Linked DNA regions of Mus musculus: regions 2, 3 and 4 are each linked to region 1. A link is a contact called in public promoter capture Hi-C and targeted proximity ligation data. All regions are on one chromosome and are shown on one strand. The core of a region is the stretch at or near the end of the contact, and the rest is flanking DNA. Distances in the headings are between cores, read along the strand shown. Region 1 holds the start of Tut1 (terminal uridylyl transferase 1, U6 snRNA-specific). Region 2 holds the start of Ccdc86 (coiled-coil domain containing 86). Region 3 holds the start of Vegfb (vascular endothelial growth factor B). Region 4 holds the start of Spindoc (spindlin interactor and repressor of chromatin binding).

The links. Promoter capture Hi-C pulls out the DNA fragments that hold promoters and counts their contacts.
Region 2: a promoter capture Hi-C map of hippocampal neurons shows a contact between it and region 1, with 4 times the contacts expected there. A contact is called at or near these places in 4 of 39 promoter capture datasets (cranial neural crest, frontonasal cranial neural crest, hippocampal neurons and 1 more).
Region 3: a contact with region 1 is called in a promoter capture Hi-C map of embryonic stem cells, with 4 times the contacts expected there. A contact is called at or near these places in 4 of 39 promoter capture datasets (cranial neural crest, embryonic stem cells, erythroid cells and 1 more), 1 of 484 Hi-C or Micro-C datasets (B cells) and 1 of 130 datasets of targeted methods (pancreatic cancer cells).
Region 4: a targeted proximity ligation map of pancreatic cancer cells shows a contact between it and region 1. A contact is called at or near these places in 6 of 39 promoter capture datasets (hematopoietic stem and progenitor cells, hippocampal neurons, liver and 3 more) and 1 of 130 datasets of targeted methods (pancreatic cancer cells).

The regions. Positions count from the first base shown.
Region 1 is chr19:8,952,043-8,955,302 of GRCm38.p6, reverse strand. It overlaps Tut1 (terminal uridylyl transferase 1, U6 snRNA-specific), which reads right to left and starts at 1,471. Exons shown (of 9, transcript NM_197993.3): 1 at 1,282-1,471. The coding sequence starts at 1,363. It overlaps Mta2 (metastasis-associated gene family, member 2), which reads right to left. Exons shown (of 18, transcript NM_011842.3): 18 at 3,003-3,260.
Region 2 is chr19:10,947,635-10,950,894 of GRCm38.p6, reverse strand. It overlaps Ccdc86 (coiled-coil domain containing 86), which reads left to right and starts at 1,629. Exons shown (of 4, transcript NM_023731.3): 1 at 1,629-2,617. The coding sequence starts at 1,662.
Region 3 is chr19:6,985,889-6,989,148 of GRCm38.p6, reverse strand. Vegfb (vascular endothelial growth factor B) reads left to right here and starts at 1,498. Exons shown (of 7, transcript NM_001185164.1): 1 at 1,498-1,797; 2 at 2,333-2,375; 3 at 2,663-2,859; 4 at 3,055-3,128. The coding sequence starts at 1,738. Dnajc4 (DnaJ heat shock protein family (Hsp40) member C4) reads left to right here. Exons shown (of 7, transcript NM_001357001.1): 6 at 874-960; 7 at 1,041-1,238. The coding sequence ends at 1,152.
Region 4 is chr19:7,381,403-7,384,662 of GRCm38.p6, reverse strand. It overlaps Spindoc (spindlin interactor and repressor of chromatin binding), which reads left to right and starts at 1,637. Exons shown (of 6, transcript NM_001033139.3): 1 at 1,637-1,991. The coding sequence starts at 1,862. 1700105P06Rik (RIKEN cDNA 1700105P06 gene) reads right to left here and starts at 1,660. Exons shown (of 1, transcript NR_045703.1): 1 at 1,102-1,660.

The DNA.
Region 1 (3,260 bases), core at 222-2,721:
CTTCTGTTCCTTCAACGACAAAGGGTGACACTGGGACAGAGTTGTACCTCCTTCCACACTTGATATTCTTCCCTTTTCTACACAGTGCATTCTCTAAGGGGTCTAAGTGAGAAAGGGCTACAGTGTAGGTAGGTCTTAAACCAAACCAACAAGAAGCAGTAAGCAAAGAAACATCTGCACACTGGAGAAGAATTAAGTAACTTGTCCAAGGCCATATGTACAAGAACTAAATAAATTAGAGCCCTGAATAATTCTCAGGAATAAAAAGTAGGTATTCCATAGCCAGGCAGTGGTGGCGCACGCCTTTAATCCCAGCACTTGGGAGGCAGAGGCAGATGGATTTCTGAGTTCAAGGCCAGCCTGGTCTGTAGAATAAGTTCCAGGACAGCCAGGGCTATACAGAGAAACCCTGTCTCAAAAAACCAAAAACAAAAAAACAAAAACAAAAACAAAAAGGTGGGTAATGCAGACATAACATTTTCTCAGACATATGATGGAAATGATAGTGTCTAACATATAGGCATCATTCATGTACAGCTCCAGCCTTCTGGGATGTGGGCTTGGATGTGTAAGTGTAGAAAATTAGCTATTATTTAATTATCAGTCAGCTGCTTGGTGCCATGGAAGCATGTTATGTGAACAAAGAAGGCTCCTAAGTTGCTGGCTTGCCCTAATGAGCAGAGTGCTGGGGGGGGGGGGGGGGTGTCATTCACAAAGAAAATACTAGAAGGCCCTGTTTAGGGGAGATCACAATTGCGGACATAAAAAGTAGGATCTGATGTGTCATTGAGTCGTTCACAATGTCACAGAATGATCTAGTCCACCTTCCCTACACCTTTTCCTCACTGGCACCTTCGGCCCTCATTCAGATCACGCTATTTCACTCATCCTCGCCTCTAGAGAAAGCCTCCATTGGGGAGTCTCCGACTGAATTACTGCCTTCTCTGTGAACATACCCGTGGTGTACTGAAACTACCTCAGGCCAAACAATGAGTTCCTAAATCGCCTTCCCTACTCCAGAGACCAGCAGAAGTACCAGAAACAGAAGGGATGGACAGCGGGTGATGATTTTAAAGGGAATAATGAAACTTTCACTATGGAGATTTTCCATAGCAGGAACCACAGGTCAGATTTTTCCCCACTCTCCAGTGCCCTAGGATATGATGAGTGAAAATAGGTGGATGACCCTATTTTCAAAAACAAAAACACCAAAAACACATAACCTAGATAACCCTAACTTTCACTAGCACCCACCCTCCTCCCTCACTAGCCACCGCTTACGGTTGGCTGTAGTAACATCGCAGAGGCAGCAGCGAAAGCGGCCACGCGGCAGCGATACAACGTCCGAATCCACCGCCGCCATAGCCACTCTCCGGTACGGAACGCCTACAGCCTATTTCGCCGGAAACACACCGGAACACACAACTAAAAATTGTAACGTGCGTGCGGGGAAGCCACTTCCGTCAATGTAGTAGGAAGTGACGTCGTGTCCTTTGCTGCCATATTCCTCCAGAAACCTCGTTCGTAGGATTGAGAGTTCCAGCTCTAAAACACTTTCGGGAAAGGCCGCCCTTCGACGATGCTTATTGGCCTACAGTTAACTAGTTGGAGAGCTTCGTTCTACTCCAGCGTTGATTGGCCCGAAGAATCGTGAATATTCATTAAGCAGCCACAAAGGCGTGCTTGCTTCTTGACAGCAGAAGTCCTTCTTTGCCAAGTGGTGGCGGGCGATCTATGCCTTTATTTCACCACACAACTGCCCCCTCAATCTCTTATTTTACCCTGCGAATAGACGCAGAGGGTGGGTGTTTCCAATCGCTTGCCTTGTGGAGCTCAGGGACTCCCGCATCCTCAGGTCAGTTCCTTTCTCTGCAGCCTGATCCTTCTACAAGTGTTCTCAGAGCTGTCCATCCCTGTCTCTCCCACCCCCATCAGCTGGATTCAATGAGCGCAATGCCAGATGGCTGATAGCTTAGTCTGCCAGTTTCTTCCACAGATGTAGTCTGAATGAAGTATATTAACGAGGCCCGTTTCAAGGCAGTACAATGAAGAACTGACTACAGTGGTAAGAGATAAGGACATTCATTCAAGAATGTGGAACGGGAAGTGTAGCAGATCCCCAACCAGAATTAGTCGTGTGGTTTCAGAAGCAGAGGAGAGTATGAAAGCTGGTCGATCATAGGGCCCGTGATGAAATGGAAGGGCTACCAGGTGAGAGCTCAGCAGCTTGTGCTGTGATTATCAGCCGCACAGTAGACCTTAGGCAGAACACCAACCAGTCTGCGACCTTGACTGAGTCACCTATAAGGCCCTGTGTCCCTCCTTATTGGGCCCTCCTCAGGCATCTAATCCTTATGCCAACCCAAAAGAGCAGACCAAACCAAAAAAGAGAATACTGCAGTACGCTTAAAAGCAGGGGCAGTTGCTAAGGTTGATTGTTAATCCTGAGGCAGCAGTCTGTATACATACACCACTGAGCTTGAATTGCAGTCTTGCTTCCCCGTTGCTGAGATTAAAGGTAGGGATGTGCCAACACAAGCAGCATTTGTTGGAGTACATCTTTGCCTGTTAGCTAACATTTCCTAGAATGCCTAAATGAAAGTTAAGGCTGAGGATGTAGGTAGCTCAATAGTAGAGCACTTGCCTAGCATTCTCTGGGCCCTGGGACCAATTCCCTGGCATCCAAAGGACAAGTAGGTAACAGGCAGACATCCTCACACCCTTCTGTGGAGACGGAGAGCCCTTAGAGCTCGGAACAAATCTAGACCAAGATAATGCTTGCACTTCAGCCCCAATGGGAGAAGCTCGAGTCCCACAAGAAGGCTAGCTGGCACAGACTTCCTCCCAGTCCGGCTGCATGTCTCAGAAAGCTGCTCCTAGACCAAGCACCATCTGTACCTCCTTCATTGTCCTTTGTCCTCTATTTTCCCTCTCAAAAACACCCCCAAAACAAAAATGCAGCGCACGCGCGCGCACACACACACAGAATAGCTGAGCCTGGAGGAGCTGAAGAAAACAGCTTTTTATTTGTCACTGTAAGAACCAATTACAGAATCTGAGGTTAAAAAACAGACAAAAGATCTTTATTTCTGAGAATTGGCATATAAAAGGCAGAGGGAGAAAGGGGAGGGAAGAAAGAGTGAGCATGGGCTGGGGTTGACGCCATCTTAGGGCTCTCAAATTCCAATTAGGAAAGTCCGGACACCGGACAGTAAGAGTAACCCCCCATTAGAAAATAAGGAAAAATGAGACATGGCAGT
Region 2 (3,260 bases), core at 380-2,879, 2.0 Mb before region 1:
GATTTGGTGCCTAACTACAACTCCTTAGCTCCCCTTAAATCAGGAACATGCGGGCTCTGAGCCCATACCGGGGAGATATACCATACCAGACATACCAGCCCATACCAGACATATAATTACAGCACACGAGTGCTACAGTTTCTAGTGACATGTAGAAGCTGTACTATTCCCTACCCCTAAGAATGGACTCAGGTTGACTCCATGTGTGGCAGTGCCTAGGGAGTGTGTCCAAGAATTGTGCTTTCTACCTTGCTCACAGGAACGTTTCTCTGGGTCTTCATCTTCCCTGCCTCCTCCTGGATCAGCAAGTAACCATCCCGGCAGAGATGAAGGTTTTAATTGTTTTGTTTTGTTTTGTTTTGTTTTGTTTTGTTTTGTTTTTCGAGACAGGGTTTCTCTGTGTAGCCCTGGCTGTCCTGGAACTCACTCTGTAGACCAGGCTGGCCTCGATCTCAGAAATCTGCCTGCCTCTGCCTCCCAAGTGCTGGGATTAAAGGCTTTCGACACTGCATCTCTTAGCCTATCAGCCAATCAATCAGACAGAGGACTCCAAAGAAATGAAAATTTCCCCAGAATTCTCATGCTGGGAGAAGAAAAAGGTACCAGCCAGAGGGGAAACTTGTCTCCTGGAAAAAGATTTCAGAGTTCTAAAAGCTTGTCAGACCACCTTACAGGATGAGACTAAAACCCAGATAATAATGGGCCAATGGTGGGCAGAGTCATACCTTGGTAAGGACTACTCAGATGTATTTATCCTTGGCCCTCTATCTAAATTTTTTATCTAAATTTAGAACCCTGAGGTCAAATTTGGGTGATTCACAGAATCTCTTTGCCCCTCTTTCTAGTATGACTACATTGAATAAATCTCCTTTTTCTAAAGATTTCCAGTTTTTAATGTGTCTCTTTCAATTGGCTTATTGAGGATAAGGTAGCTAGACCTGACTTCGGGCACAGGTTGTGAACCCCCAACATTGACAACAAGCAGTCAAGGTTTTCTGGGCCACAGACCTGACACTTTGCTGATTAACTGAAACTGTTCAAAGATGAGAACCACCTATTGCATACTTGGGCCCACTAGTAGAGAAGAGGAAGTGAAAAGAATGGGAACGTTTGAGACAACTCAAAAACTGAAGATTTCCCACTCAGGAAGACCACCAGGACCTTCCCCTTTGTTACACAGCGCAAAGCTACTGTGCTACAAAAGATAAAAGAAAAGGCGATGTTTGCGGGCCCAGCAGTTCCAGAACAAGTTAGCGCGCTGATTCGGCTCTGCCTACAAACTCCCTCCGCCTTTTTCCAACCTCTTCTCTCAAGAAAAAAAAAATTATTTTTATATGTGTGTGTGTGTGTGTGTGTGTGTGTGTGTGTGTGTGTGTGTGTGTGTATGTATAATATACCCCCACCCCATCCCCTTGCAAGAACTCGCAGTTTGCAAAAAACGCATCGCAGAAACCAAGCAACTAAACTCTGTAACTGAGCTCATGCACAACACGCATGCGTCTACTAAGCCCAGCCTCCCGGGACCGACTTCATCCCCGGCTCCGCCTACCCACGGGTCTCTCTACCGCAAGTGCGCTTCCTGCCCGGTACGGAAATGGACGAGTCTGACGTCATATGAAGGCGCCGACAGTTCCGAAGGCTACAGAGGCTACACGTGAGCCATGGATACGCCGCTGAGGCGCAGCCGGCGGCTGGAAGGCCTAAAACCTCTGTCTCCAGAAAACCTTCCTGTCCCCGAAGTCTCTCGGGCGAAACGGGCTCTTGTAGATTTCAAGTCGAACTCAGAAGAAACAGGAGAGCTCAAGTCTACGAGAGTTCCACCACTGAGCCTTCCGTCTCCCGGACCTCAGCCGGAGACGAGCCCCGGATCGCCCTGTCCACCACTGAGCCTTCCGTCTCCCGGACCTCAGCCGGAGACGAGCCCCGGATCGCCCTGTCCACCACTGAGCCTTCCGTCTCCCGGACCTCAGCCGGAGACGAGCCCCGGATCGCCCTGTCCACCACTGAGCCTTCCGTCTCCCGGACCTCAGCCAGAGACGAGCCCCGGATCGCCCTGTCCACCACTGAGCCTTCCGTCTCCCGGACCTCAGCCAGAGGCGAGCCCCGGATCACCCGGTCCTAGACAGGATGCAGACGATGGGTCCCCACAAAGGCAGCCAGAGCCTCACCCCGGGTCCCTTCAACCTCATCAAGATCTGGGCCTGGAGTCACCTGCAGGACAGACAGAGTCGAGCCCGGAATCCCCGCAACGAGAGCAGCCATCCAAATTACCTCCCCCACAGGGAGAACTGGACTCTGAGGCGGCCCACGCTAAAGAGGAGGTGATCCCAGGATCCCCCGAGCCTTGCCCGGGCCAGCAAGCACCGGGTCCCGAGCCCTCTCAGCCAGCACAGGAGCTGACGGTCCAGGCACCTAGCTCCCCAGAGCGCCAGTTGGAGCCAGGCAAGCTGCCTCCGGCGGGAGAGACAGTAACAGAAAGTCTCAACCTAAAGAAGCGAGTTATAGCCTCTCCCCAGGCCCCAGCGTCCAAGAAATTGAAAGAGAAGGAGGAGCTTCCTGTAATTCCGAAAGGGAAGCCCAAATCCGGGCGTGTGTGGAAAGACCGCTCCAAGAAGAGGTAAAGTGGGGGTAGCATGGGTGATGTGTTGGGTTCTTAGTACATTTGGACCTTGCCTTCGCCTGAATGCAATCCAAGGGTTGTAAAGAGTTCACCCGAATGAAATTAACAAACACGATCATAATGTCAAAATGCCCTAAGGTCGGGGAGGGAGATAGATCCTCAAAGATCATTTCTTTAATGTCTGCCCTAGACGGTGTTCTTTTGAGCTTTCTTCCCATCCTTTTTTTATTATGAGGCAGGGTCTCACTGTATAGCACTGGCTGTCCTGAAATTCAGAGATACACCTGCTTCTGCTTCCCTAGTGCTGGGTTTATAGACGTGCCACCTTTACCTTGTCCGCCACATCTCGTGTGGCAGGCAGAGCAAGAAAGGCGGCCATTATATGAACATAGTGAGGTCCTTTCCACTGTTGTCTGCTAGCTGTTGTCTTTGATAAAAAATGTATCATGGGACACTGGTTATGTATCACGGTAAGGATGGCCAAAGAGAGAGGCTTTCATAGCCAGCAGCACATGTAATCATCTACCCTTTGGAGCAGGTGTTACTAGGATTGGTGTTGTACATCTGAGGAAGCCAAGGCTCAAGGAGGCTAACTGAGACACGGGATGGGAGCATAGGTTTGATTGCAAAGCGTGTGAGT
Region 3 (3,260 bases), core at 249-2,748, 2.0 Mb after region 1:
TCAAAACCCAGGGGTTCTCTCCTAGCACTGCGTAAATGAGGGCGGTTTTTCCTTTTTGTTTTGTTTTGATTTGTTTTGTTTTGTTTCTCTGAGACAGGGTTTCTTTGTGTAGAACTGGCTGACCTGGAACTCCCTGTGTAGACCAGGCTGGCCTCGAAGTCAGTGCACCATCACCACCAAGCAATTTTTTTTTTTTTTTTTTTTGCAAATTTTTTAAGTTCAGGGTCATCTTTGGTTACATATGGAGTTTGAGGCTAGCCTAGGCTACATTAAACTGTGTCTCAATATAGAAAGAAAGAGGGCCAGGCAGTGGTGGTGCACGCCTTTAATCCCAGCACTTGGGGGGCAAAGGCAGGTGGATTTCTGAGTTCGAGGCCAGCCTGGTCTACAAAGTGAGTTCCAGGACAGCCAAGGCTATACAGAGAAAACCTGTCTCAAAAAACCATAAAAAAAAATAAAAGAAAAGAAAGAAAGAGCGAGGAAGGACAAGTGCCGTATAACAGTGACAGTCCATGGTAGCTGCCAGGACCTCACCATACACTCGAATGCATGCTGTCATACCAGTTTTCTGTGGCATAGAAACCCAAAGGATGGAGCCCATTGTCCGTAGTATCTAGCAATGGAGATTACCTAAATATGCCCCCTTTCTAGTCTTCTGGGAGAGGCAACCTGATTTCAGAGCTGTTTCACCAACCTTCTTCACAGGACAGCCAGTGACTTAGGGTGCCACCTAGTTCTGGGACTTGGGCCACTTGGTGTCTGTTATAGAGAGAGATGTAAAGTTGTGTGAGAGATGCTAGAACCTGGTCAAGGACCAGGGTTTGAGGGACACCAGAGTTCGGAGACTCGGAGTTAACTGCAATTCCTTCACAGGAAGCTGGAGCAGGTGCATCGCAGCTTCATGGATGAAAAGGACCGGATCATTACAGCCATCTACAATGACACTCGGGCCAGGGCCAGGTCTGTCACTGCTCTGACTTTGCTTCCTGCTTCAGCACCACCCTCCAGGATGTCTGTCCTGATCCTGTTTTTCTTTCCAGGGCCAACAGAGCCAGGATTCAGCAGGAGCGCCAGCAGAGGCAGCAGCCTCGGGCAGAACCCTCCCTGCCTCCAGAAAGCTCCAGGATCATGCCCCAGGACACAAGCCCCTGAGAGGCTTAACTAAATGGGACCTTCATTGGTCCTCTCCCTGCTGCCTGTCCAGAACTACACGTGCAATAAACTCATTTTCAGACGCCTGTCCGATTCGGTCCTTCAGGTCACGCATCTCCTCACCCCTCCCCTCGTGAGGCAGCGACCCCCGGAGCTCGGCCTCCAGGGCGGTGTGTCCCCTTTCCCCTGCAGCGGCGGGAGGGGGCGTTTGGAGGGGACCGGCTCCGCCCCCGCCCCGCCTCCGCCCGCGGCCCGGTGGGGAGCGCGTGTTTAGGTCACATGAGCCTCTTGCCCGCCAGCCCCGGCCAGGCCCCCTGCCACCCCCCGCCGTCCCCGTTGCCCGCCGTCCCGGCCACCACCGCCGCCACTACAGGCCGCCTGCCTGTCTTGTTCCTCAGGCCGTCGCTGCGGCGCTGCGTTGCGCTGCCTGCGCCCAGGGCTCGGGAGGGGGCCGCGGAGGAGCCGCCCCCTGCGCCCCGCCCCGGGTCCCCGGGCCCGCGCCATGGGGCTCTGGCTGCCGCCGCCCCCCACGCCGCCGGGCTAGGGCCATGCGGGCGCTCCCGGCGCTCGCCCCCCGCGGGCACCATGAGCCCCCTGCTCCGTCGCCTGCTGCTTGTTGCACTGCTGCAGCTGGCTCGCACCCAGGTACGTGCGTCCGCGACATCCCGCTCGCTAGCTCGCCCGCCCGCCCGCGGTGCCCTCTCAAGGTTGGCGGAAGTGGGGAGGCGCCTGCTACCTCTGTCGAGGGGATCCTCAGTTCAAACCGGGAATATCCCTTAAGAGGTGCCCCTTGGCGAAGGCCCGCTAGTCCTAGCCCATGCCCCTGGGGCCACTCCCCCACCTCACCCCATCCCCTGGGCGGTTGTAGGGCGGAGCTGCCTCCGTGCCCTCCGAACCTCGTTTGTCTCCCACTATCCTGGCTCCTGACCTAAAACAAGCCCAGCGCTAAGGCTTGGGCTTTAGTACCATTCCCAGAGTATGCCTGGTGGGTCTTGGGCCAGGGAAAGTACCAGATGTCTGAGTATACAAGAAAAATTAGAACCAAGGTCTTGGGAACAGAATAAATCTGGAAAGGTGTCAGAAAGGCGCAGAAGCCTGACTCAAGGACGGAGCCCTTACATAGCCACAGGGCCAGCCCTTTTAGAGTGCATCTTGGGCCCAGGTATCTTCTTTCCCACAGGCCCCTGTGTCCCAGTTTGATGGCCCCAGCCACCAGAAGAAAGGTAATAATAGTTAACAATAACTTGCCACCAGCCAGTACTAAGAGGGGTTAGCACTTGCTCTGATTTCATATCCCTTATCTTGCGTGATCCCAACTCCTTTGGGCGATACCATTCCATAGAGGAAGAAACTGAGGCAGAGGGCTTAATCATTTCTTGAGAAACAAGGCAGAGAAAGACAGGTTTAAAAGATGGTTGGGGTGGTGGTGATAGGGTATCAGAGAGGCTACATGCTCAGAGGAGCTTCAGGAGACCTGATAAGAACTTAATCCATCTGGGTCTGCCCACAGTGGTGCCATGGATAGACGTTTATGCACGTGCCACATGCCAGCCCAGGGAGGTGGTGGTGCCTCTGAGCATGGAACTCATGGGCAATGTGGTCAAACAACTAGTGCCCAGCTGTGTGACTGTGCAGCGCTGTGGTGGCTGCTGCCCTGACGATGGCCTGGAATGTGTGCCCACTGGGCAACACCAAGTCCGAATGCAGGTACCAGGGCCTATGGGTCAGGTGTGTTGATGGGACAGTGATGTCCTATGGGCTGGGCCAACCCAGGGAGGGGCGTGCTGGAGGTGGGAATTTCTGGTCATTCTTTCTCTAGCCTATCTAGTATCCCCTTCCTCTGTCTTTTTCTGGCCCTGCCCCCCACCACTCACTGTCTCTTCCTCGTTCTCCTGAGCACAGATCCTCATGATCCAGTACCCGAGCAGTCAGCTGGGGGAGATGTCCCTGGAAGAACACAGCCAATGTGAATGCAGGTGCCAGCCAGGTCCAGGTCACAAAGTGTAGCATGGGGTGGGGGTACCAGGCATGGGCTTGTACCTTACTTAGTAGGGACCAGGTGACTGAGAGTAGAGCCAGAAGTAGTAGGCATGGATCCTGGGGCAAGA
Region 4 (3,260 bases), core at 388-2,887, 1.6 Mb after region 1:
GCTGTTGCTCTAGCCTTCAGACAAGTACTCTGGTGCACAACCCATAAGAAAACAAATATATATAATTAAATAAGAATCTGGTGCAATACTAGGGCTACCCATCGCTTTGGAATCAAACAAGAAATAGGAACCACAGGGTGACCCAAGTGACAGGGTGACAGAAGGGCTGGAAGCCCAACAGGGAAGTGACACAAACCAAGGACTCACAAAGACACTGGAGACACAGCCTCACCTGCTCAGGAGGAGTTAGAACTCAGGAGGGACAGAGGGAGGGAAATAACAGGCTTTTCTTTTTCTTGCCTTTCAGGCCTTAGTCACAATCTCCCGGAAGCTTGAGTCCTGTAGCCAGCCCACTGCAAAAACAGAACAGACTACCTACCCAGAGGCATTGGGCAAAAAGCAAAGAACAGCCTTTAGGTAAGAACTATCCAGGCCTAGGAAATTGCTTGATTTGGAGTATCTTTTTAGTACTGGGTACATTTCAAAGTAATAGAAATTTCCTCAGTTCTTTCTATTGTGGCTGCTGTATGTGGTGTCAGCTCAGACCTTTAATCCTTGTGCCAGGGGAATGGAGGGAGGAGGAAAAGGTTTGGGGCAAGCAGGGTTACACAGATTCCAGGTCAGACTGACATGAAAGTGAGTCCTTATCTCAACAAAATAAAAGCTGGTTATGCAGTGGATGGGGGGGGGGTGGGTATGCCCAGGGCGCGCGCGCACACACAAACACACACACACACACACACACACACACACACACACACACACACAATATACGGTAAGTGAACTGTTTCTCTTCTGTCCCCTAGCCTCCTACATCATCCACAATTACTGTTTCTGGGCTGATAATTACTGTTGGTAGCACTTAAAATCAGAATTTTGAGTGCCAGACATTTTTGCCGTTTCTCAGCTGAAATCTAGCGTGTCTGGTGTGTGTATGTGTGTGGGGAGGGGATGTTATGCAGAAGTGTAAGTGCCCATTGTGACAGTCTTCACTCAGGCACGAATGCCAGGCAGCAGCGCCATAGCAACCGGATCCCGGTCTTGGAGGCTCTCAGGGGATTTGCTGTGTCCTGGGAAAAGGCCACACTCTCTGGACTCACGTTTTTTGTTTTGTTTTGTTTTTAACGTAAATTATATCCATCGGAAGCGGTTTACACACGCCCACACGCCACTCTTGTCCTCTTCATCTTCTAGAATCTTTGTTTAGGAGGATCCAAAGTGATTTTTCTTTCCCTAAAGCGTATGTGCTAGTAGAAAGGAACGAGGCCCAAAGAAATTAGAAGAGATGTCTCCACACTTCTGAGCCTATGTATCCTTCACACATCCCCACCGGTCTTTTCTCGTCTGTGTTGCCTCCCAGGCAGGCAGCTAGTCAGGGGAAAGCCAAGAAGTAAGATGCCGAGCAGCCCTTTCCTCCAGCCATTGGTGGGGATGCCCTACCGGGTCTCCAAGGCTGCCGGCGCCGCTCCCAGGAAAACTCCAGGCTTCGCCGCCGAGCAAACCGGCCAGAGACAAACGCGCTGCACAGGGTTCTGGCCCAGACCTGTGGCTGGGGCGGGGCTAGGGGGCGTGTCCTCACGTGATTGGCCAGCCTGGTCTGGAGGCGGGACTGCCGGACGGACGCTGACAATGAGCCTCCATAAAAGGGAGCGGCGGGGTTGGGGGCCCCGGATCGAACCCTCCCCGCCCGGGGTCGTGACGCGTTGAAGCCCGTGGCTGGCGGGGCGGCCGGGCGAGCGGCGGGTGAGCTAGGCGAGCCGCGGGCCCGGGGTGGTCCGGGGCAGGAGGCGGCCGCCACAGGCGGTGCGCCGAGGTCTGTGCGAACGTCCTCGGCTATCCGGTCGCCCTTCTTCGCCTCGCCATGGCCCTGAAAGCCAAGGGCGCCGCGGCTCTGGATTGCTTCGAGGTGACGCTCAAGTGTGAGGAAGGGGATGATGACGACGAGGCCGTGGTGGTGGCCGTGATCCCGCGGCCCGAGCCGATGCTCCGAGGTGAGGGGGGGGACACCTCACTTCCGCTTGGTGGTCCGGGACTAGATCTCCAGGTCCCGGTCCCCGGTTCCCGGTCCCCAGGCGCTTCCCTGGGCCGGCATCTGCAGCCCCAGAGGGCCCTTCCCTGTCCGGTCCGCGGCTACGGCGCCCTCGCTCCTCCCCCACCGGGTTTGGAATCCCAGGCCTCTCGGAGCCCCCCTTCCTCCGCCGCCCCTCCCCCGCTCAGGGTCTAGAGACTTCCATCCACACCGAAGGAGCGGTTCAGGTCTTCCGGTTCCCTGCGCCCCCTCGGGCCCAGAGTAGAGGCCGGATTCCCAGTACAGTGGTTTGTGCCCGGCTGTTGTCTCCCGGTTCCGGTCTGTTTCTTAGGCCGAGGGGCGACCAGGCCTCTAGGCCCCAGGCTAGTCCCCCGTAGTGATAACGGAGGTGAAGGCTGGCGCGGCTGGCGACCTCCAGAGAGGGGAAATAACCCAGTAAGTAGAAGCCTCCACCCGTCCTCAATCCTCTAGGCCTTCTGTTTCAGGAGCCACAGGTGTCAAGTCTAAAACCCGGCATTTGAATGGAATTGCTAGTAGCACCCCGTTTGAGAAAAGCGGGACTTGCTTGGGGGTGGGTAACAAGCCATGTCATCTACATGGAGATTAGTCACCAAAGGAGGTGTTTGAGGGACAATCTGGGAATACATTGCTCTCCCTTCCCGTCCTCCTTCCCCAGCCTCTCTGGTCCAAAGGAGAAAACAAAGAGCTACCTTTGTGGAAGATAATTAGTCATGAAAAATGCAAATATTTCCTTAGGGTGGAATACCTGTTTCCCTTAAGCATGACAGTACCCAGAATAGATTGAGAACCAAATTGGTCATTGTGTTTCTTTAACTCATTTTTGGAGATGGGAGGGAAGGTTAGGAAATTGGGGGGTGGGGCACATTCCTCTCACTGTTTGGTGCATCACACAGGTTATTTTTTACTTGTGCTGGTTTATAGAGTGCTTAACCAAGATGGCTTCATCACTGTGAGAGGGAAGTAGACATCTACAGAGGTTCATTCTTCAGCTTTAGTGGGCAGCTATATGCCAAGCATATAGCTTCAGGCAGAGCTGAGAATGGTAAACAGTAGGGACCAGGGTAAGTGAAACCCTGCTCTTAAGTGTGCATCCAGTGGTAGCCAGCAGGTAAATATCGAATAGTATGTTAGGTGGCAGTGAGTTCTCTTTGTTGTGTGTGTCTGTGCCTGTGTCTGTTTGTCAGTTGCGTCAAGTATGAAGAGATCTGGG